6 separate regions of the Mus musculus genome follow, and all the other regions are linked to region 2. The links are chromatin contacts, called in public Hi-C, HiChIP or PLAC-seq and promoter capture Hi-C maps. All regions are on one chromosome and are shown on one strand. The core of a region is the stretch at or near the end of the contact, and the rest is flanking DNA. Distances in the headings are between cores, read along the strand shown.

Region 1 (3,429 bases), core at 802-3,301, 440 kb before region 2:
ATTGTTCTCTAACTTCCCCAGGTGGCAGCAGGTCGTGTACTGTCCCACACACCTAATCCATACACAAAAACACATAAATGTAATTTAAAAATTGCAAACAAATTACTGAACTGTCACTGAACTCCAGAACTCACAAACGAGAATGGAGTACATCTAAGGAAAGTTTAAGGACGTAATTAATAAAGATAAAATTAGACTCTAAAAATGGAAGTTTAAAAGAGTAAAATTGGTTCAGAATCTAGTTTTCAGCTACATGCAGAAAAATAATACGGATCTGATGGTCTACCTAGAAAATCTAATGCAGTCAACCAAAAACTCACAAATAATATCAGAAATAAGCAGGATACAAGACGATTGGCTTCCCTTTAGGATCATAGCTCTCCTTTACTCTCGCACTAATTGATGAGATGCCTATTAGCAACAATCAGACTAGCAATGGAAAGTATTTTTAAATACCTAATGGTAGCAAATGAATATGCGTAAGATTTTTCCAGGGAAGATTATCACTTGCTCAGGAGGAGTGAACAAATAGAGGGCGCTCTAAGGTCTGCTTTTGGATTCAAATTCGTCACAGTATCTGGTTCTCTCCCACCAAGCTGCCAGTGTTTAAATCAATTGTTATGGAATTTCAAAAGCTGATCCATCTGGCAAAATAAATGCACAAGACAACCCAGTTTTTTAAGAAACCCTACCAGACACCTAAACCTATAGGAAAGTATACAAAAGGTAGAATATTGTTGGAGAAATGATGGCTCTGGAGGGTGAGGTGGAGTCTAGAACTCAGGATATGACAAGGACGGTGTTTAACGTGAGTAGAGGAAGGCTGTTGGTGAACACACATTACACAACCGTTTTCCTAGGCTCCGGGAGAGCTAATGTTAACTGTCGACTTGACAAACTCTGGAGTCACCTGGGAGACTATGGGGGAGGATGCTGATGCAGAGAGAGCCATCTTAGTTGTGGGTGGAACCATCCCTGGGCAGGGGATTCTGAACTGTGTAAAATGGCGCCGGCAAGCAGATAGCAGAGACAATTTCCCAGACAAGATGGATTATGTCTTGAACTGTGAGCTAAAATAAACCCTCCCTCCCTCAAGTTGCTTTGATCAGAATATGACGTTACTGTAGAAACAGGAAAAGAGGCTAAGATTGATTACATGTTTTTAAAACTTGGGAAGTTGATTATCTATTTGAGGAAAATACACATTACCCATACTCCAGGCAAAGACCTAAGACTTTAAAAAGTATCAAATAAAAACAGAAAATAATTACAGTAGAATAGTTGTTTGCTTTTTTAAGTGACAGGGATGGCTTTCCTAAGCATAAAATTGAAGCACACTAAAGGTCAACCATTTATCTACATAAAATATAAAATGTGCATGCTACAGAGGCTGCTCCAAACAACGCAAAAGAAAAGGTAGAGACAAATAAAATTGTAAAATTTTGCAGTAGTTTGGAAATATATAAACTGGCAACTTTATTAAAGTCTATAAGTCGGTAGAAAAAACACATCCCAGTGAACTGAGAAGTCACAAAAGGAAAAAAATATAGGCTCAGCCAAGAAACTCCGGTCTTGTAAGTGCTTAAGAAAATATACATATACACACCACATACACAAGGGAGAGAGGGAAAGAGAGAGGTAAGGAGGGGTAGAAGGAGAGGGAGAGGGAGGGAGGGGGAGGGAGAGGAAGGAAGGAGCAAAAGGGGAGGTGGGGCATGCTGAGTCAATGCTCTGACTCCCGTAGAATAGAAGCAATGAGAGTCCATTTCCAGCTTTGTCCTCAAACAGAGGTCCTTTTCTCAAAGGACAAAAGCAAATGTTCCGACTCAGTGGCTGCCTGCGGCCGCCCTAGCTTGCCTTTTTAGGTGGTCATGAGACAGATCTTCTATCCTGTTGATCCTCAGAATTCCCTGAACTTCAGAGTTCCCTGCATCTGGGAAAAACAGACTTTCTGGTTCTACCTAAGAGCTCGTGACTTCCCAAGACTGAGTTGGGGCAGGACTCGGTTTCTAAGAAGTTTCCGGATGATACTTATTACGGGTACCTCAGGCCAGACTGAGCCCGCCTACCCACCAACATCAGAGTACTTGTGCTCCTTCTGGGCAAAAGGTCAGGACAGCATAAACTGGGAGGAAAGGCCAGCCATCCTGAAACAGGTAAGGATCACAACAAAGAGACAGACCGCAAGCACTGAGCCTTTAACCCATGGCCCCGTAGCCCCGTGGCCCACTAAAAACATGCTTGGACATTAAAACGCCAGATTATGCCACAAGGCCAAGATGTGTATAGACCAAGAGCCCCTTATTACTGTGGCTTGTGGGGTTTGACATGGCTGAACAAATGCCAAACAAAAACCAGCAGGGAAGGGGGAATTGATACCCAAAAGAGCCTAAATACGCCTCCATGCCTCCCTTGTTCTTAGCAGACTTTAGAAAATCAATTTTGGAGGACACATGGCTGAGCAGCACAATCTTAGCTTTCTACCAGCTTCCTGAAACAAACACCTCTGATGTGTGAGCTCTGATAACTGGTGTCTGGATTCCTTTGCGAAAAGTTGAAGACGGCTATCGGTACCAATGAAGATTCATTCTGAGAGCCCACAGCTACTGCGGGAGCACTGATGGGGAGAAAGGCTTGCCTTCTTTATCTTTACTGTGCCTTCCTTGACTCCCTCTGCCTTTGGATCACTCTGTTCATCTCTGTGAGTAGACACGTGAGCCATTTAAAATATTTTGTTCAGGTTGGGGGGTAGCTCAGCTGGTGAAGCTTGTCATGTGGGCAGGAGAACCTAATCTCCAGGGCCCATGGTAAAGCCAGATGTTGCAGCATGTGCCTGCCACTTTTAGTTCCGGGGGAGGCAGCAGCAAGAAGATTCTGAGAACTTGCAGGACAGCAGTCTTAACAAACGGGTAAGCGCCAGGTTTGGGGACAGATACTATCTCAAAATATAAGGTGGAGAGCAACTGAAGACATCTGATGTCTACCACTGGCCTGTACACACACGTATGCATGTATGTGCACCTGCACATGTGCGTACACACACACACACACATGCATACACAAACACATCAAAACAATAAAAAAAAAGACAAATGTGTGTTTTATCCAAGACTATAATAACCACATTCATGACTAATGGCCAATTACCAAATGCTAGCCCACCCCGGCAATCAGTGAGCGCCTGCTGCTCCCTTCGCTAAGCCAGCTGGGATTCAGGCATGTGTCCCGACAGCCCATTGTATGCAATATCAAATACAAGACTTTGTGCAGACTGGGCAAGTACTCCACCAACTGAGCTACATCCTGACCCAATGTTAGCTTTCCAGGCTCTTAAGCAAAAAACAAAACAAAACAACCAGATTATTTACTTCTATTTTGTGAATCTGAATGTTTTGCCTACGGGTGGTTAAGTGAAGTATGTATGTACCC
Region 2 (3,475 bases), core at 709-3,208:
CTGGTTCTATTATGGGGGTCTATGTACTTACAGCCTATAAAGAGGCTTGCCCTTCCTCCTACCCCTCCAGAATATGGAACATTCATGAATTGAAGCAATTAAACATGAGATTATCCAAAGTTAAAATAGTGAAATAAATAATGATTTCAAGTAGTAGATGCTTTCAAAGTTGTGATGTTTCTCTCTCAAGCGCCTTTTTACAGACCCACACCTACCTTGTGCTTCCGGCTACCAGCAAGGTTGGCACATACCTGAAATATGTTCTTTATGAATTTCCCCCCCTCAGAAGCAAGCAGAGAAGGACAGTCCTCTCCCTCTCTCCTTCCCTTCTTCCCTCCTTTGGCATTTGATTGGTATTCTGAAACTACTGTTAAAAATTTGGCACAGCCATCCAAACAGTGCCAGCTTGAATGATTCTATCAGTGACTTTCTGACAACTGGGAATGAGCTAGGACTTCATTGAGCACCTTGCTCATTTGTATTGGTGAACGAAGCTGTACCTGACAGCGTAAGGATTAATTCTTCCAATTCTAAAGTCAAAACGGAAATTCACGGAAGTGCCAGTGATTTGAAGCAGGCTCATCGTTCGTACAACTCATGGTCACCTCCTTTGAACTGAGCAAACTCTGGGGCAGGCTGGAGCGAGTCAAGGTAGATTCTGGAAACTAACAAGTCTCATTCACTTCCTTCAGTTTGTAAAAACAAGCAACTGTCAGGTTTCCTGCCAATGGCAGTTTGCTGTACTTGCAGATAACTTCTCAACAGGAAATCCTTTGCTGAGAGGGACCAGTCATGCCATCAAGTCCCGGAGCACCAAATATTTGATAACGTGGGATCGTGAACTACACCCGTAATCGGATCATGGACACTACATGGCTCTAAGCTATTTGCTACACCATCAATATAGGATATTAAATAAGCATTAAGACATATTTAGGAACTCTTTCATCTCTCCCCCCACTCCTTGAGGCAATCAGTTGAGAAAAACAAGGGAGATGTGATATTCTTTTAGAAGTACCAAACTGCAATTTAAATAAAATTTAAAACCTTTTTAAGAAAAGGGTCCAGTGCAGTGCTAAATATACCACATATGGAGAGAAGTTATTTGAAACACAAATATAAAGACCTTGAAATTAAGGAGTCTGGCAGGGTGGGGGTGGTGTACACCTTTAATCTCAGCATTTAGAAGACAGAGGCAGGTGGATCTCTGTGAGTTTGAGGCCAGCCTGCTCTACAGAGTGAGTTCCAGGACAGCCAGGGCTACACAGAGGAATCCTGCCTTAAATAAATAAATAAATAAATATTTTAAAAGGGGTGCTGGAGAGATGGCTCAGTAGTTAAGAGGTCTCTTCCAGAGGGCCTGTGTTCGGATCCCAGCACCTACACGAGAGGGCTCACAACAGTCCGGAACTTCAGCTCCAAGGACTTCTGGTATGTGTCCACACCCACATGCAGATACATACACCTAAGCATAATTAATAATAATAAATACTAAAAAAAAAAAAAACCACCTTACCATTTAAAGATTGTCATGGATACAACAGGTCAAATTCTAGCCACTGTGTTGATTGTTATATCGACAAGTTTTACTGAAGCACCTCAAAGTCAAAATTTAGGAGAGGTATGTTTGGTTATTCTCTGCTTAGCAAAATGAGTGAAAAGGGGGCGCTGGAGGAGGTGACTAAACTTTTCTCCTTGGTATTCCTCACCATGAATAAGATATAGCTGATATGTGTGCTAACGGCCTGGAGGACCGCCCCACCCACCCAAAATAGCCTCAATAAAAAAACCAAAAACAAAAACGGGAAAGCACCGCTCTCCATTCACGGGAGAGGAAATGCATCTAATCAACTGGGCAGTCATATTTGCAGTCTGGAAATGGTCCTCGCTCCACTTAGGAGCACCTCCTCCCCCTGCTCAGCCACCAAGAACACCCTGCCCTTTGCTCCCCTGAGCACCAGGCATAGCCCAAGGGAACCTGTCCAACCCCCCAGAGACCTTCATGATCAAACACCTCAACTCCACCTGGAACCGGCTTGCAAGCCCGGAAACACTTCATAACGCCTTTGCCAAATGACCCTGCCTCCGCTGGCTGCATTCTGGTCTCTAAGTCTGTAAAAAAGGACTTTTGTTCTAACAGGAGAGACACACCTCTAGAAGCAGACACATAGTTCTACAATTAATGGCTCAAATGTACTCTTTGCAGCCTTCCTCTTGCTTAACTCAGAGGATCCAAAATGCTAAGTAAGCATGAACGCTCACACTGGCTTTCAGGCTCTTCCCTGAACTATTTTCAATAAAAATACAGTTATGAAATCCAGAGGGCTCTGTTTTTTGGTTGTTGTTGTAAAATGACCTTGGTTTGACAGGCATGGTCTCAGGTTTCAACAGATGTTGTGGGAAAGCTAACAGAAGCCAGCAAGTTCTCCAAGCATCTGTGATGACATGCAGGGCTTTTTTTTTCCCCCCTAAGTGGTGGTCATGGTAGTGAATGCATGTGTGGTGGGGGTGGGGTGGGGTTACACTTCTCAGTTTCTATGACAACCATGTCTCCATTCCTGGGTTACTAGATACCATCTACTTCCTGTGTCTAAATATTTAAACCAATCAGAAAAGTGTTTATACGGTTAACAACTTCTGGGACCCAGCTTCTTTAATGAGGCACTTTAAGGCTCAAATGAAGATGTCCAGAGAGGCTGCAGGCTGTCTTATAGAGATCCCGCTTCATCCCCTATCTCTAATTCTGCCTTCTGTGGTAAAAGACCCCCCCACCCCCGCCCCTTCTTGGATGTGAATTGTATTCTGCTCAAAGCAGACGCCACAATTTCTTGCAATAGTCTGCAAGCTGATCGGGATTGCTTGCCTTTCATTGTCTGTTTTCCCTTCCACTGTCTAAAGACTTAGATTTAGCGCGAGAAACATACTAATTCACAAGGCACTTAAATTATCAAAGTAATGATACAGTTAAGCTTCCATCTGTTGGTGTAGCTATTTAAATGCTCAGATGAAAAAAAAATTAGGAAAAATTAATTCCAAGTTGAGCAACTTTGCATCCTACAACTTATGGAGAGAAATCACTGTGAAGCCCCACATCTATCAGTGCGAGCTAGAAGCTGACATCTGCAGAGAAATTTGTCACCAAAATGGCCTACTTTATCTGGATAGAAACAACAACACAAAATTAAAGATAAAGACACCCAGAGCGAGCCAGATGCACCCAGATCAAAAGAGAAACCAGGCAGGAACCCATGTACAAGCCGGCAGATCTGAAATTAAGACGAGGTTTTAAAAGACGGTTTCGGGTGACTGTTTTCCTAAGTCCCCATCAGACTGACCAATCAGTGTGAGAGTTAGAGCGGGCTCCAGACATTCGTGCAGTCTTCAGGGCTCTCTGCACCCTCAGAGCTGCTCCCCCTGGCTAAGGCAGAGCTGGAGATCAATGGAAAAAACAGGGAACAAAAGGGAAATACTGATG
Region 3 (3,477 bases), core at 250-2,749, 400 kb before region 2:
GGCACACATAGAGATCAGAGGACAAATAACAAGACTTGAGACTCTGATTCCACAGTTTTCTGGGTGTCAAACTTAGGTCATTGGGCTTGGTGCTCTGTTGCCTCTTTTTTCTCTCTCCCATTTGACAGCCATTTCCTGACTCACGATGACATGCAAAGGACCATCTCGGGCCCTGGAGGAGCAACAGTGACTGGGGTACAGTCCCAGCCTTCAGAACCTATTGCCCCGTGAGCCTCTGCTTCTGTCTGTTAGTCTAGGAAGCCTACACTGAGAGATTGCATGACTTTTCCAGGGTCATAGATTCTTGCGCAGAGCCAAGGAAAGAGGCCCAGCAGAGATGCCTCTATGGAGAACATGACATCCCCATTGGAGTCCACGGCTGATGGATGAGGGCAGAACGCAGCCACACGTCTTCAGGGTTGCCTCTACCCTTTGGAATCCAATAATGTCTGAGAGAATAAATAGGTTCCATAAGGGCTTCAAGGAGCTCACATGAATGATATGGCCGGAATGAGTTAATACAGGGTGAGTTAAAAAGGCTCACATCCCTAACCTTTAGAAATTGACTTCAGCAGAGGCAACTACTGAGTTCTTCCCAGAAAGCATCTCTCCACCACGACTGCCAGAAACAGAATAAAGGGACAGACCCAACTTTGTTCTGTTCTCATTCAGTATGTCTTATTTCAAAGGTTTTGGTGTCTCTGCCTCCCCTCAAGAAACAGGAACCAAGCGCCTCAGAATTTATAATCCAGAATTTATAATCCAGGGACTGACTCCCTCACAGGATAGAAAGGTTAACAGAGGAGAAGGAGATCCGTTCCCGAGGTGAGCACAGAAATCCCCTACTTGGCTCTTTCTTGTAGCTCTGGAAGAAACACCTATAGTTGGGAGAAGAACAAAGGGGGGAGTAGTCACAGCGCAAAGGCATACAACAAACTGCCCTTCCATCACCATGGTAACACCACCAGCCCCAGGGAAACCAGGAGGAAGCTGCTACCCCCACCCCTGCCAAGTTCTGCTTCACAATCTGAGTGGCCGCTTTTAGGTAAAAGGAAAAACTGGAGATAGAGCTGCCCAAATTCTCAGGCTCACTTCCGTCCCGAGCCACGCCCTCTCGCTTCCCGAAGTGTCACGTGATCTGGAGACGCTCTTGTCTCTTCTCCAGATTCTCCCATTATCATCCCCTCCACAGAGGTGTTCTACTTCCTCCCAGATGTCAGCTGCAGTGACTTACATTTTAACCCTGGTGCCCCGTGGACTGTCTGAACTAGATGGAACCCCAAGCTAAAGGAAGGCAGGGAAGCCTGACACGTTTCACGATCTGCCAAGGCTCTTCATTGTGTCTGTGGAGAGCTGTGTCCAGATCACAGCTTCCTGGCCTATCACAATCTGCTTCATTATGATCTGAACATTCTAGAAAGCATGTGCCTCCCATAGTTACATTCCAGACCGAGCCTCCTCCGGGGTGTTTCTCTGGTCTTCTTTCCTTGAGGCAGGCAAGATTCGAGGTTTCTTAGCAACCCAGGAGTCTACTTGGCTCAGGCTATGCACTCTCCATTCTAACAATGCAGCTAGAATCCCAGGACCCTGCATGGAGTTGCATATACACCCTACTTCAAACAATGGAATGAGTTCTTCTCCCTTAATGTGTCCCCTGCCATTCATTTTCCTCCCCAGAAGAAAAATCTGTCCCATTAAACAGTTCCTGCCAGCGTCAGTCAGCTGTCAGTTGTGGAATATGGTACCCGAGATCTTGAAAATCCTAAGGAAGAAAGGTTGATTCTGGCTCACAGTTTCGGCAGCTTCGGTCTGTGCTCCCTCGGCCTTGCTGCTTCGGATCTGTGTCGTTAAGGAGTAGGAAGCCAGAGAAAGGGTCAGAGGAAGAGAGAGGCCACTCCCACATCACAGCTGGATTGTGTCTAGTAACCAAGGCCACCTATCTGTCAAAGCCCTCCATCAAAGCCCTCCATCAAACAAGGCCATGTGTTTGGGGTTATTTCTATCCTACCTGGTGAAATGGTAAGCGGGGAGCGAGGACCAATGAAAGGAGTGTCCCAAGGGGCCATGGCGTTCAGAGACCACTTGGCGGCCTGCCAGCTTCTCGGGGACCCTACCCTCCAGGCTATTCTTCGCCTTTTCTCTCTGCTTCAATAAACACCAGCTTTCACTCTTTCTGAGCCTTCACTTCTTTTGTTCCTGGGAGTTCAATTCTTTGTCAGTCTTTTAGGAAGGACCTGAATCCTAAGCAGCTGTTCCCACGCTCAGGACAGCGTAGCCTTCTGGGGGAACGTGTGGAAGAGGAGGTGTAGTAACATCACTGTGACCCGGGAAGCGAGAGAGAAAGGAGAGCTCTCCAGTTCTCCAGACTCAAGGATCTAACTCCCATAATACACCCTTCAAAGGGAACCAAGTCTCTAGCCTATAAACCCTTAGGGGACACTGAAGATCCCAACATAACACTCCGTTCCTCCTTTCCTACATTTATTTGCCTAGAGCACATACCAGTGCACTTTGTGAAACTGTGCCTTTATCTCTTCTGCACATGTGGATGAAATGATTCGCGTAACCACATTTGCCTGGCTTCTTTCCCTTAGCAAGGTTTGGATTTATCTGCCTGAGGCTGGCATGCCTTGCTTACTCTGATTATCTTTAGTTGTATCCATTTTCCTGAAAACAACACAACGCCGTCCTTCTTTATGACTGAAAAACATCCTACTGCGTACGCATACACCACTCTTTATCCTGCTGGGTTGGGTCTGCAACGTATCTGTTGTGGTTAGTGCTTCAATAAACATCGATGCGCAAGCATCCCTGGGATGTGCTAAGCTGGACTCCACTGAGTAAAGACCCAGGAGTGGTCCAGCTGGGCCATATGATAGAGCTAGCTTTAGTTCTTGCGGCAAGTCTGTCTTGGTGTCCCTAGTGGCAGGACATTCCCACCTTCATTGAACAAGTGCCCTTGAGTGCATGTCCTCGCTAGAGTTTGTTGCTTGCTTTGTTGATGTGCTCTCATTTAGTAGCTGGAGTGGAGAAGATGCGGTTGGAGGGAAACCTCACATGAGGTTTTCAAGTATGGACTTTCTAGGTAACACTTAGAGGTTTGAGGGGCAGAGTCTCAGGATTGAAGACCCACAACATGAGGCACTCAGGATACTATAAGAGTATTGATTCCTTCCAGGGCTTCAAGCCCCATCTCCAATGTCTTTTCATGTTAGAAACAGAAGGCAGCCTTTTATTGAGTACAGGTCTATCCACTGGCAAGGGAAACATATAGGACCGTAAACATTGCCAAAACAGGAAAGCACCTATGTAGCAGGCCCAAGGCCAACGTGAAGCAAGAGCACTTGGCATCTTTAACTCCTCTTATAGCACCTGCCTACAAGGTGTTGCTGTGCAAGGCAGGTGTTGCTGTGTCAACCCCCAAACTCCTGGGAGGGGGACAGGGGTGTCTCATCCGATACCGATTGCCTGTCATTG
Region 4 (3,469 bases), core at 140-2,639, 300 kb after region 2:
TGCTGATAACCGTGAGGGCCTGCCCCTTTCTGAAGGGAAATGGAGGAGGAGTGGATGAGGGAGGGGGATACTGAGAGGAGAGAAGGGAGGGGAAACTCTGGTCAGGATATAAACATAAATAAATAATAAAAAAATTTAAGGTGTGTGTGTTTTGAATCATCTTTAACTCCAAAAAGTAATGGCAAAAAGCAAATTACTTTTCATTTACAGAGCCAGTAAAATAAACCATTGCTTTAGGGGAAAAAAAAAAAGCATTCGGTGAGAAGGAAAGCAATGGCTAAGATCTGCTCTGATCATGGCAGCTCACTCAGAGAGATGCGAGGCAGAGTGTAGCTGTATGGTTCAATGGGTGATGCATAAGAAAAGGGAGCATATGAATGCTGTTGTCGGTTTAATTACATATTCAGATAACACATCCACACTTGGAGTTATACAGTATGCAGGTCATCATAGTATAGAAAACAAATGTTCTTTAGGTTTTTTTAAAATAGGAAAAATATTTAAATTGTATGTTTGCTACCACTTAAATGAAAAAAAAAACAATCTAATAACACAAATAACTCTATTATGAATAATCATGTTTTTTCATACTATTTTCCCCCAGAGTCATATACCTCATATTTTCAGCTCAGTGGAGATCAGAGGCACTGGGTACACATTAAACCATGTAAATACATGGTCCACAGCATGCCCTCAGGTTGTCTACCAGGGCCACACACAACCAAACACAAGCCCTTTTTCTGGAGACTACATTTTCATTTAGCACGGCTTTCCTTCTGCAATACCACAATTGCTCTCCAAAGCTAATACTTAATAATTTACTATTCTAAAGCTTTGCAACAAATACACTGATGTAAGGGTTGCAGATTTTGCTGCCTTTTAAATGGCCTAGAAATAGAATTCTTACTTCTAGCTCCACCTGCTGTCACAAGAGTCAAACCGAAATTACTGCTTCACAGACTCTCAAAAATTCCATTTAGGCCAAATCTCATATCCAATGCATTATCTGTGTCTGCCTGGGAGCTAACGAGTGTATTCTAGAAAATTCTAAATTGAAACACAATGTTGAGTTCTCTGTGTACACTGCTCCACTTATAGTTACCTACATACACGCCACTGGAGTTGCAAATCAGGGCCACACCACCAGTGGCACCACCAATTATAGGGTCTGGCTGTTTAGTTGTGTTCACTAACAGGTCTTACAGAGGTGTGGGCAATCTGTCAGTGTACCTGGTCTTTACCGGTGTTCTGCAGACTTTTTAAATAACAAGCCAGTGCCCACATTCCCCTGTTCAGAGTGTCGCTGGGAGTGGCCTCACAGGACGCCCGCCAGCCTGAGGCTCACGGCTTAGCTACTGTCAGCTTCCTGCCATGGTGAAAAATAAAAGGCAAAGAATCCAGGAGAGGCAGAGCTGCTCTTTGCCTCTGGTTTCAGAGAGCTCAGTCAGTGACCCCTGGGTCCTGTCACCATGGCTGGAGTCCAGGATGGGAGAAACTGTCCCTTTGACAGTGTCAGATATATAAAAAGGAGACACAAGTGCCCCAGTGTCCCCTTCAAGGACACAGCTAATTTCCTTGGACTGGGCCCTACCTTTTAAAGCACCACCCCGACCCCCACCCAGGAGTGTCACAGGTTGGCGACCCAGCTGTCAATACACAGTCTTTGAAGAACATTTACGATCCAGACCATCATAAACTCCAATGCTTTTTACAAATCCTTCCTGATAATGTAAGTCTGGGCATTTTCTACACAACTGGAAAATACGTCCTTCCGTTTTGTTATCTATCCTCAGGAAAAAAAAAAAAGAACGCTTTTCATGTTCTATAATGAAGATATGTATTTATTTTTGCTTCCCAAACTACTTAATATGTGTGATACAGATATGCCATATAGAAAGAGACTGAAAAGGTGATTTTTCCCCCCTACTTTGTGAAAAGCTGCTTCCTAGGAGGGTAATCAGCTTTCACCACAGGGGTGAATAAGTATTCAAAAAAATCGAATAAAACTATCAACATTTTTTTTTCTTTGAAAGTTCCATTATGTATATCTTTTTGTGGTTCACAGTTCTAAGCTTCAGGGTCAGTGTATGCAGAGAAATCCTCTTGAAAATGAAGCAGTCTGGTGTCTGGCTATCATAGGGAGCTCAAATTAGAAACGGCAATAAACCCAGGGACAGCGAAGGAGAAAACAGTAAGAATGCCGGGTTACCTGACTGTAAGGCTGGTCCCAGGGTTAGCAAAGAAAGCAAGGTTCATGCTCACTCTACCATACATTCATTTTCCCAAGGACCGAAATGCCTAAAACCAAGGGCTTAAAAGGATGAAGTGGCCTTTAACAAAAAAAGGGATAATGTAAGCCTTCTCTAGTCTGAGGAATAAAATTCAGACTCTGAGTTTTAGAGGCCATGATTGGGGGTATAATGTGTTTGTATAAAAGGACTGTACGTCCAGAAAGCAAAGTGACAGGTGACATCAACATGCTGGGCTGTCAGAGCACAGGGACATGCAGAGGACTGACGCGTCCTTCCACCTGCCTGCAGAGAAGTGGAATAACGAGAACAGGGTCTATGTCACAAGAAACGGAGCTTTTCTCTGTCACTGGGAAGGAGACGAGGTAAAAACAGGTTGCAGCAGAATAGACATCTTATTCCTATGAACACAGACAGGAGTCATTACCTTTTCATTACACACATCTCCTGACCATAATGCATCTAAGGTCTTGGTGTTAACAGTGCCAAGTCCTGCCTTACTCAGCAAGTTAAAGCCTCCACCTTCTCGGCACACTGGCCCTTAACCACCTTTCCAGTGCTCAGCTCCGTGAGATCAGTGAATGTGGATGGACAGGGGCCATCTCCAATCACACACTATACTTCTTATGGTGCGGGAGGGAGCAGGACTCCAAGGAATTCTGGTTTGAGAAGGATACTTTCTTAATAGCTGGAGGCATGAAAGATTGGGCTATCCAGATCTAAGAGGAGAGTGTGCGTTGGGACAGAGTTGCTACAAGGAGAGAGACAGAGATCTAAGAGGAAATGCCATAGGGGAAGAGTCTGAGAGTGTGCAGGAGAAGGCCTTAGAGAGCAGACAGCCTAACATGCCGTCTCCACGGCCAGCCTTAGAGTGGCAGTGATTAGCACCTCAGCACAGCCGTGATGATACCTTGGGCTTTAGGGTAGTGGAGTGAATGGAGGGCAAGTCTGAATCGACGCTGTGATGGTTTGTGTATTCTTGGACCAGCGAGTGGCACCATTTGGAGGTGTGGCCTTGTTGGAATTGGTGTGACCTGGTTGGAGTAGGTGTGCCTCTGTGGGTGTGGGCTTAAGACTTTCACCCCAGTTGCCTGGAAGTCAGTCTTCCACTAGCAGCCTTTGGATGAAGACATAGAACTCTCAGCTCTGCCTTCCCCATGCCTGCCTGGATACTGCCATGCTCCCACCTTGATGATAATGGACTGAACCTCTGAACCTGT
Region 5 (3,974 bases), core at 550-3,049, 400 kb after region 2:
AAATAAATGTATTCTTACTTTCCTTCTCAATAATTGCCATTAGAAAAAGTGAGTATATTTTTGGACAAGGTGAACTTTGTCTCACATGCATAATAAATAAACTCTATACCACACAGACCAACCATACAAAAGTAGGGGAGAGACAAAGAACATATGCAACCTTGAAAGCAATAATATAATGCACAAAGTATATCAATCATTACAGACTGGAAAACTGGTCTTTAACAAAACTGAAAACTTTGTCAGGAAACTTTTTTAAAACAAGTAGGTATTCCAGAGAAGAAGAAAAATAATGGTAATAATAGTTGCAAAATACACACCTAAGAAAGGACTGGTAGTCTAGATTATATAAAACACTGCCCTTCAATAACAGGGACCATTGTGTGTGTGTGTGTGTGTGTGTGTGTGTGTGTGTGTGTGTGTGTGTGCATGTTGTATGTGTGTGCACATGTGTGCATGTGGAAACCAGAGGGGCTCTCACTGAACCGAGAGTTCACTGACTTGGCTACGGAACTGTGGCTAGCCAGCTCCACTTGGCCCTACCTGCTCAGGAGGAGTAGGATGTCAAAAGTCCACAGCTATGCTCATCCTTCTGTATGTGTGTTGGGGAGCTGAACTCTGGTCCTCACACTGTGATGAGCACATTACTGACTTGGCCATCTCCCCAGCTCCAAAACCAAGCTTTTAAGTGGGCAAAATAGTCCAACCATTTACAAAAGTCCAATATACAAGGTGTCCAGAGAACACAAAACCCCAAGGAGATAAGTTTATGTGCCTGTATACAGAAGGCTTAAAAATAAAATGGCTGGCTCTGTCAACAGTCTATAGGATGTGGACACTGCATTGTTGTGGGTTAGAAAAAGCTAGTTTGAAATGATGTCAGTCGGTACACTTCAGGAACACACTTTACACAAGACACATAACTGGTTCTTATGAATACAGAGACCTGAATAAACAAAACCAAGTTCTATAAAGGAGAAATATTCCATGGTGGAAAAAGAAATCAGAATAGTGGCTACCTCTGCAGGAATGTGGGTGGGGATTTACTGGGAAGATATTTGTGGGAGCTTTAATCCTTTGGTGGCTTTTAGATGATAAGGGAGGGAGGCCACCATTGTTTGGCTCCCAAAGTTATCAGGACTCACCTAATGGTACAATGACATGTCATTGCATGCAAATTTTACCACAAAAGCAAAAATCCGAGGATAGAGCTCTTAATAATGGCCAATACTGGCTGGAGATGGGGTGAAAGTGTGTGGGTGTCTACAACCATTCAAAGTGCATCCTGAGTGGGTTGGTGACTAGAAAGGAATGGGTAAATATAAGCAAGCCTGGTAAACTGTCACTTGTAGAATCTAGGTGGTGGTGTGTTGTGTCATTGTAAACGTCATTCGATTTTGATGTACTTGAGATGTTTCTTAAACTAGTAAAGGTAATTGGGTTACTCACCCTGGGTGTGAACTCAATACCCTCTAAAGTTCTTCCTCCCCAGGAGACACAATGCAAGATAAACGGTCTGTTAGTTACTCTCACCAAAATCATTTGCATCTATTCAACAGAACTGCAAGCTTTTCTAGTTCTGTTTCTGGCTAGTATCGTGGGTGGGTCTCCTGGGACCACTCTCTCTCTCTCTAAAGGCGGAGAAATTCTGTTTAGACCGTGGGTGGCTATGAATCCATTCCTTCACACAGCTATATTCGATCCCCTGTGGCTAAACTGCTGGGAACCAGGTGTGTCTGGAGGGCACGCAGCGCCCTCTTCTGGCCTGAGAGGAACCCACGCAGACCATCGAGGCTCTCGACCTATCTGTTAAGCAACCACTCCAGGGATCTGCACTCCCTGGTAGAAGCATCGCTGTTTAGAGGTCCAGGCGAGCGCCAGCGGAGGAGACCTGAGCAGGAGACTGGCCCTGAGGCCAAGGGGCGGGTACCGGGTGGAGTCGCCTCGGTTGGCAGCTGCAGAGCTCCACCTGTTGCAGTTTTTGAGCACTCCACAGAGAAGGCAGCTCTGGGCACGGACTTCTGCTCTCAGCCCCACTGGGCAGGGCAAGGCCACTTGAGAAGGGAAGCCAGGAACCATCCTGAACCTGTTCCACAGAGCAGGTGCGTTTGGGAAGGTGAGACGCGAAGGCGACGGCGGCTCCAGAGCTCATGGCAAGTTGGGGGTCTCTGGGTGGGCGCCCCAGCGGTTCACAAAAGAACCTTGTTGCCGGCTTACATGTTGTAGCTTGGAGTTCTCAGCTCAGCGCCACTGACTGCGCAAGAACTACAGAGCCGAGGCGATCAAAACCGGGTGAAAGAGATGGAACTCTTCTGGCCGCTGTCCTTGGCCGGTTCTCCGGGAGATGGGCTGGCAGGGCCGGCACGTGTGGACAGAGAACGCCCGGTGCAGGCCCTAGAGGCCAAGGGCGATCTGGTATGGGGGAAGTCAAGGAAGGCTCCCTGGGAGGATGCTTCTAACTTCCTTCACTGTTCCAACCTCCCCCTCTGTTCTCCTCCCCACAGCGGTCCGCCCTCGTGCTGCCGTGGAGCCTGTGTGCCCAGCAGAGATCCGAGCCGGCTGATCTGCCTCTTCGCACTGTCCCTGCGTCCGTGCGTCTGCCCCAAACCCGTTCCGACCTCTGAGCCCTGGTTATTCTGGTGGATAGAGGCTCTCGGCAGAACATTGTCACTAATACGCAACACAGATCCACCTGGAGAGGCACCGAAGACAGAGAACAGCCCGTATCCCAGCCATCACAGCTTGGAAAGCAATGCTCCGAGGAACCCGGACCTTGATGTGAAGCTTACCCGCCGATTCTCTCTGGACCCACGACCTTTTTTTTCTTCAAGAGGAGTTCAAGTTCTAGGGAGTTTGCCTTGAAGGCACGCCACGCCCCCTCCCCAATCTGAGCCGAATTAGGAGCTCGGGTGAACCCGGGTCGCCCGCACCCTCGCACCAAGTCGAAGCAGATTCTGTGTCCCGACCCTCTGGTCTTCAGCCTTAAGGAGAACTCCAGAGAGGACAGGGAGGCGGCGACGACAAAGCGGATTCGAAACCACGAGTCCAGGCGGACGTGGGGAGCTGGCTACACAGGAACCACCGAGGAGGCGGCGGCGGCCGGGAGATCCACGCCGCCTTGGGGAACGCGCGGCGGGCATGGGCGAGCCCGCACGCAGAGCAGGCTAAGGTCGGCAGAGCACATCCTCCCCGGGGCGTGGGCACAAGTCCGCGGGCAGCAACCCTCGCGGAGCTGTCCTCCAGTGCCATGGCTGGCCGCGGTTGCGGCTGCAGCCCCGGCCACCTGAACGAGGACAACGCGCGCTTCCTGCTGCTCGCTGGGCTCATCCTGCTCTACCTGCTGGGCGGCGCCGCAGTCTTCTCCGCGCTGGAGCTAGCGCAGGAGTTGCAGGCCAAGCAGCGCTGGGAAGAGCGCCTGGCCAACTTCAGCCGGGGCCACAACCTGAGCCGTGAAGAGCTGCGAGGTTTCCTCCGCCACTACGAGGAAGCCACCAGGGCGGGCATCCGCATGGACAGCGTGCGCCCTCGCTGGGACTTCACGGGCGCCTTCTACTTCGTGGGTACAGTGGTTTCTACCATAGGTAAGTGAGCCGCCTGGTCACACCATGCCCCTAGTTCCTGGGCCCTCACAGGACCTAGCATCTCACCCTTGGGGTTCTCCGCTTGGGCGCCCAGCGATGCACCTCGGGATTCCTTTGTGGCTAATCAACAGGTGTGAATGGATCCCAACCACACCCGAAGATTATTAGAATTACCCCAGACCTCTGCCTAGACCAGAACCAGCTGCTCTTTGTTAGCCAGTCGCCAGGAATTTGAATGGTTCTTAAATTAGGGAAGCGCTTTTGTAGACAGTCAGTCTGGCTCAGCAGACAGGGCTGAGTTCGTGAATTCTGTGGAGAGAGCTTACAAGGAGACACAAAGCTAGAAACGTTTACTGAGTGTTGAACTATGCACAAGCCACTGCTCAAAGAAAA
Region 6 (3,945 bases), core at 1,216-3,715, 330 kb before region 2:
AGCGGTCAAAATGGATTATGTTTTAAAAGTAAAACAGGATATGCCTTTAGTCCCTGCACTCAAAAGGCAGGAGGCAGGAGGCAAGGGGGCAGGGGGCAGAGGGCAGAGGGCAGGGGTCAGGAGGCAGGTAGATCTCTGAGCTAGAGGCCAGCCTGGTCTATCTAGAGATTTCTAGGACAGCCATAACTACACAGAGAAACCCTGTCTCAAACAAAACAAAAAACAAAAACCCCACAAATATAAATAAAAATTAAACACACACACACACACACACACACACACCATAAACATAAGCTGAGTGTGGCAGTACTCTTGTGACACCCCAGCACTCTGGTTTAGGGGCTCAGGGCATCCTTGGCTAAATAGGGAGCTGTGTGCCAGCGTGGGCTACACAAGAACCCGTCACACACAGACAACCGAATCCGAGGAACTTGGAGAATTGGCTCAAGTTCAGGGGCAGCCCGGGTTAGTCCTACTCAGCAAGATTTAGAAGTAAAAAGGGGACGGGAGGGGGTGATTTTTAATTTTATTCTCCAAAGAAACTGTCCATTTGGGGCTGCAGAACACAATAGCTTTTTTTTTTTTTTTTTTTTTTTTTTGCATTTCTCCACAATGTCTAGCTGCCTATTTTCTCTAAGCACTTTGCAAAAACAAACAAAAAGGATAGCTAATGAATCCAATGTGGATTTCATTACTGATTCCATTTCTCACTCACACACACACACACACACTCACACTTGGGGTGGGGAAGATGGCTTGGCTGGCTTGGCTGGTTTGCCTTGATCCTGGTGACTGACTGGAGTTGGATCTCTAGGACTCACCTACTGGGGGAGAAGTAACTCCAAGTTTCTTCTGACCTCCACTTGGGCCTTGTACACACAGGTAAAGAAATTCTTTTTAAGATGTTAATTTATTTGATTCGTTTTAAAAATAGCAATACTTTCTATTATATAGTGTCTCATAAAACCAACGGACACCACTGTACATCAAACATTGTATTAGAGCCCAAACTGGGAGCAATCTCAGAGATTAAACTTCTGAGGACGCTCAATGCTTACTTCCACCAGGTCATCTGGGACACACTCACTAAGGTGGCAGAAGAGAGCTCACTCAGTCCTTCACAGCAGGCAGCTGTAGAGCCTGTCCTCCCCCCTCCCCTCAGGAGCTGGACCCTCCCCCCCCCTCTATTTCTCATTAGCATCTATGAAGAGCCAAACAGAGGCAGCTCCTGTGTGAAGAAGGGGCAAACCTGAATGTGGAGGCCAAGAGGATAGGGAAGGAGGGACCTGGGTCAGGAGTTCAGTCCATAAAGGGCTTACTGGGAGCTGCTTGAGGTGTGTATTTCTGGGAAGGATCTGGAAGTTTTATGGGACTCTATGAGAGGCGCGGATACAGAAAGGAGCTGGATTGAGACCCGTTGGGCAGAGGCCTCCCTCTGGAGCGTCAGTACAAGAGAACGGCATATCCTCCTCCTTGGTGACAGAAAACAGGGTCCCAAGGTCTCGGGTGCTTGTGAAACTTTCACATGCACTAACGTGCAGTGTGGTTTTTGACTAAGAGTTTGTAACTACCCAACACAACCCTAACACGTTTGTTATTGAGAAACAGAGATGGTTCTGGACTGGAGAGAACGCTCAGTCAGCAGAGTGCTTGCCAAAGAAGCAGGACCTGAGGTTAGGAATCTAGAGCCCAGGCAGAAGGCTGGGCGTGGGGGCATGTATGACCCTATCTGTGGTGAGAGGCAGGTAGAGCCCTAAGGCCGGTCCAGCCAAAACAGTTCAGTGAGAAACTGTCAAAACAAGCAAACAAAAAAGGTGGAAAGACACCAGGGGAAGCTGGCATGGGCCTCTGGGTTCCACATGTATGTGCACACATGAGCAGCTACAGGCACACGCGCTCGCACCTATGCCAGCAAGTGTATGCAGCACACGCATACACGCATACACACACACACATGGTACTGTTATTACCATATTGTACATGTTGTTACCATGTGTTGAGCTTTTTCCAGGGATCCCTGAAGATTTAAAACAAAACGAAACGAAACCAAAAAAAAACCTAAGTCCCTTAGGGGCAGCATGCAAACAAAACTATGGAGAACACATCTCAAGAAGTTAGGAAACTGTTAAAGATGAAGAAATACATCAGCGTATATTCTCTGCGATGATATCTTCCTGATTATCCAACAACAGGTCCCGGCAGGTTACCCAGCCTAAATGGCCTCTATTGCCTTATCTGCTAAATGAGAAAATTTCCTTATCTGCAGCCAGGGGTTGGTTGTGTGAATCTCCAAAGTAGATGCACTATCTTCTAGGTTACAGCCTCTAGCCTATCTTAGAAAGGACAAGGTTTGGTACCTATAAGTTTGCTGGAGACAGGCCCCTGCCTCCTCTACCCAATACAGGATCCCTCCTGGCCAGGCTGGGAGGACTGCCCTTTCTGGGCCTTCTGCTTTGACTAATCTCTTCATGTCTCTCTGCTCTGCTGCCCAGACAACTCCACAGCAAACAAGAGCCCGGGCTTCCACCAGCCAGCTCCAAGCTGGGAACCTGCCTAGTTTGTGAGCTTTGGGGCAGAAGGAGAATGCAGACAGCAGCTTTAGTGAGAGTCTTCTCTCAGTTACGGCTGTGAAGGTGGGGATTGTTAAGGGGTTCTCTGGCAGGCCCTTCACCCTGACCCACCCACCCAGGTCTCCCTTGCACTGTACTTGCCTGGGGAGGTGGGTGGATCTGACAGGAGGCAACCATATTTTCTGTACTTTGCCCCCTTCTCAGCCTGGTGGGAACTAAATCAGGTGAATGAACACCTTCTAGCAACATAGGGTATTTTCTTAAAAGAAGAAATACAGGCTACAGCCAGCTCCTCAGGAGCCATACGGCTCCATTCTCTGATGTGTACCACAGGGCCAGAGTTCTGAATGAATTCCTGGGTAAAGAAGCCAAGTCCCTTGAAGAGAGGAGAATTAAGAGAAATAGCCTGGACAAATACTGTATGTCTTCCTTCACATGCAGAACATAGGTTTTATATACACATGCATCCACACTCACTCTATAAATAGATAAGGAGGGACTTGGGGACAGAAAGGGACTGGCAGGACAGGGAGGCGGGGAACTGGAAAGGATAAGAAAGGGCAAATGTGGCCACTGTTCACGATAGACTGGAATGAAAACATCTTCATGGACTTGCTTGCCTAGCATGTACAAAGTCCTGCGTTCCATCCCTAGCACAATACAAGCCAGAAGCAGGGGGATCAGGAGTTCAAGGTCATCCCTGGCTATGTAGGGGGGGGGGGGGTTCCAAGTCAGCCTAGGCTACCTTAGACTAGAAACAAATAAACAAAAAAATGAGTCAGCGGGCCTTTATGAAACCAATCACTTTTGTAGTAAACAGAGTCAACAGAAGTTGCCAGGACATGTTGGCAAAAAGTGGGCAGACCTGTGGGAGCTTATTTTGCAAGGCGTCTAAATCAGATAAAAATCGGATTGGCTGCCTCATTACGCAATTAAACCCTAGTCAGCAACGGGCAGGGTCTTCTGTCTTTCAAAATCCAAACGAGTTACCCAAGCTTTCATTAAGTACAGTTCAGAGACTCTATTGGGGGAAGGCATCCAATTTTTCTTGTCTGAGTTAAGACTTTTAAAAAGGTGGAAAAAATGCTGCTGTGTGAATCTGAGAGCTAGTCTTCATAAAATAACCACAGTTCCTTGTCCTCTTCCAAATACCTTTTTGCGTCGCTTTTCAGAGTTAGATTTTGGGGGTGGGAGGCAGGGCAGAAAGCCAGAGTGCTGTCCCAGTGAGCAGCCCAATGGTACCATTTCATGTCTGATTGCTGACTTCCCAAAGCAGAGCCATTTGCACTGTTGTATCAAAGGCTTCCACTACATAAAATGTCATTTCTATATTAATTTTATGCCCTTGAGGCAGAACATATACGACTAGGACTGA

The links. Promoter capture Hi-C pulls out the DNA fragments that hold promoters and counts their contacts. Hi-C and Micro-C count contacts between places; a contact is called where the count stands out from the background. HiChIP or PLAC-seq counts read pairs in DNA pulled down with a chosen protein or histone mark.
Region 1: an H3K27ac HiChIP or PLAC-seq map of large pre-B cells shows a contact between it and region 2, with 3 times the contacts expected there. The contact joins two enhancer-like sites. A contact is called at or near these places in 3 of 39 promoter capture datasets (embryonic stem cells, hippocampal neurons and liver), 1 of 15 datasets of contacts at CTCF or cohesin (the NIH/3T3 cell line), 6 of 484 Hi-C or Micro-C datasets (brain, cranial neural crest, embryonic fibroblasts and 3 more), 26 of 115 datasets of contacts at active chromatin or transcription factors (SST interneurons, acute myeloid leukemia, bone marrow-derived macrophages and 19 more) and 3 of 9 other capture datasets (adipose tissue, embryonic stem cells and liver).
Region 3: a contact with region 2 is called in an H3K27ac HiChIP or PLAC-seq map of microglia, with 5 times the contacts expected there. The contact joins the promoter of 4930474N09Rik here to the enhancer-like site in region 2. A contact is called at or near these places in 2 of 39 promoter capture datasets (embryonic stem cells and liver), 18 of 115 datasets of contacts at active chromatin or transcription factors (astrocytes, bone marrow-derived macrophages, embryonic basal ganglia and 10 more) and 3 of 9 other capture datasets (adipose tissue, embryonic stem cells and pancreatic islet).
Region 4: a contact with region 2 is called in a Hi-C map of liver, with 4 times the contacts expected there. The contact joins two enhancer-like sites. A contact is called at or near these places in 1 of 39 promoter capture datasets (embryonic stem cells), 10 of 484 Hi-C or Micro-C datasets (bone marrow-derived DN3 thymocytes, bone marrow-derived macrophages, cerebellar granule neurons and 5 more), 17 of 115 datasets of contacts at active chromatin or transcription factors (bone marrow-derived macrophages, craniofacial prominence, embryonic basal ganglia and 12 more) and 1 of 9 other capture datasets (embryonic stem cells).
Region 5: a promoter capture Hi-C map of liver shows a contact between it and region 2, with 4 times the contacts expected there. The contact joins the promoter of Kcnk13 here to the enhancer-like site in region 2. A contact is called at or near these places in 12 of 39 promoter capture datasets (the C10 cell line, cranial neural crest, embryonic stem cells and 6 more), 14 of 484 Hi-C or Micro-C datasets (B cells, the HL-1 cell line, adipose-derived mesenchymal stem cells and 5 more), 7 of 115 datasets of contacts at active chromatin or transcription factors (acute myeloid leukemia, astrocytes, embryonic stem cells and 4 more) and 2 of 9 other capture datasets (embryonic stem cells and liver).
Region 6: a contact with region 2 is called in a Hi-C map of liver, with 2.3 times the contacts expected there. The contact joins two enhancer-like sites. A contact is called at or near these places in 1 of 39 promoter capture datasets (embryonic stem cells), 3 of 484 Hi-C or Micro-C datasets (liver and nephron progenitors), 14 of 115 datasets of contacts at active chromatin or transcription factors (VIP interneurons, bone marrow-derived macrophages, embryonic basal ganglia and 9 more) and 3 of 9 other capture datasets (adipose tissue, embryonic stem cells and pancreatic islet).

The regions. Positions count from the first base shown.
Region 1 is chr12:99,118,045-99,121,473 of GRCm38.p6, forward strand. No RefSeq gene overlaps it. Among named protein-coding and RNA genes, the nearest start is that of 4930474N09Rik, 43 kb to the right of the region's middle. Within about 2 kb of position 2,052, at least 8 of the 459 cell types and tissues checked have an H3K27ac peak or open chromatin away from gene starts, as enhancers often do.
Region 2 is chr12:99,558,978-99,562,452 of GRCm38.p6, forward strand. It overlaps a transcript of Foxn3 not described here. Among named protein-coding and RNA genes, the nearest start is that of Gm26839, 3.1 kb to the right of the region's middle. Within about 2 kb of position 1,959, at least 57 of the 459 cell types and tissues checked have an H3K27ac peak or open chromatin away from gene starts, as enhancers often do. A contact at or near this core is called in liver, memory CD8 T cells and microglia, where this site is marked.
Region 3 is chr12:99,161,309-99,164,785 of GRCm38.p6, forward strand. 4930474N09Rik (RIKEN cDNA 4930474N09 gene) reads right to left here and starts at 1,500. Exons shown (of 2, transcript NR_038130.1): 1 at 1,235-1,500; 2 at 1-878.
Region 4 is chr12:99,860,267-99,863,735 of GRCm38.p6, forward strand. The region is part of intron 3 of Efcab11 (EF-hand calcium binding domain 11); the gene reads right to left. Among named protein-coding and RNA genes, the nearest start is that of Efcab11, 21 kb to the right of the region's middle. Within about 2 kb of position 1,390, at least 5 of the 459 cell types and tissues checked have an H3K27ac peak or open chromatin away from gene starts, as enhancers often do. A contact at or near this core is called in liver, where this site is marked.
Region 5 is chr12:99,962,700-99,966,673 of GRCm38.p6, forward strand. Kcnk13 (potassium channel, subfamily K, member 13) reads left to right here and starts at 1,800. Exons shown (of 3, transcript NM_146037.2): 1 at 1,800-2,102; 2 at 2,505-3,581. The coding sequence starts at 3,248.
Region 6 is chr12:99,231,071-99,235,015 of GRCm38.p6, forward strand. All of the region lies in intron 4 of Foxn3 (forkhead box N3), which reads right to left. Among named protein-coding and RNA genes, the nearest start is that of 4930474N09Rik, 70 kb to the left of the region's middle. Within about 2 kb of position 2,466, at least 37 of the 459 cell types and tissues checked have an H3K27ac peak or open chromatin away from gene starts, as enhancers often do. A contact at or near this core is called in liver, where this site is marked.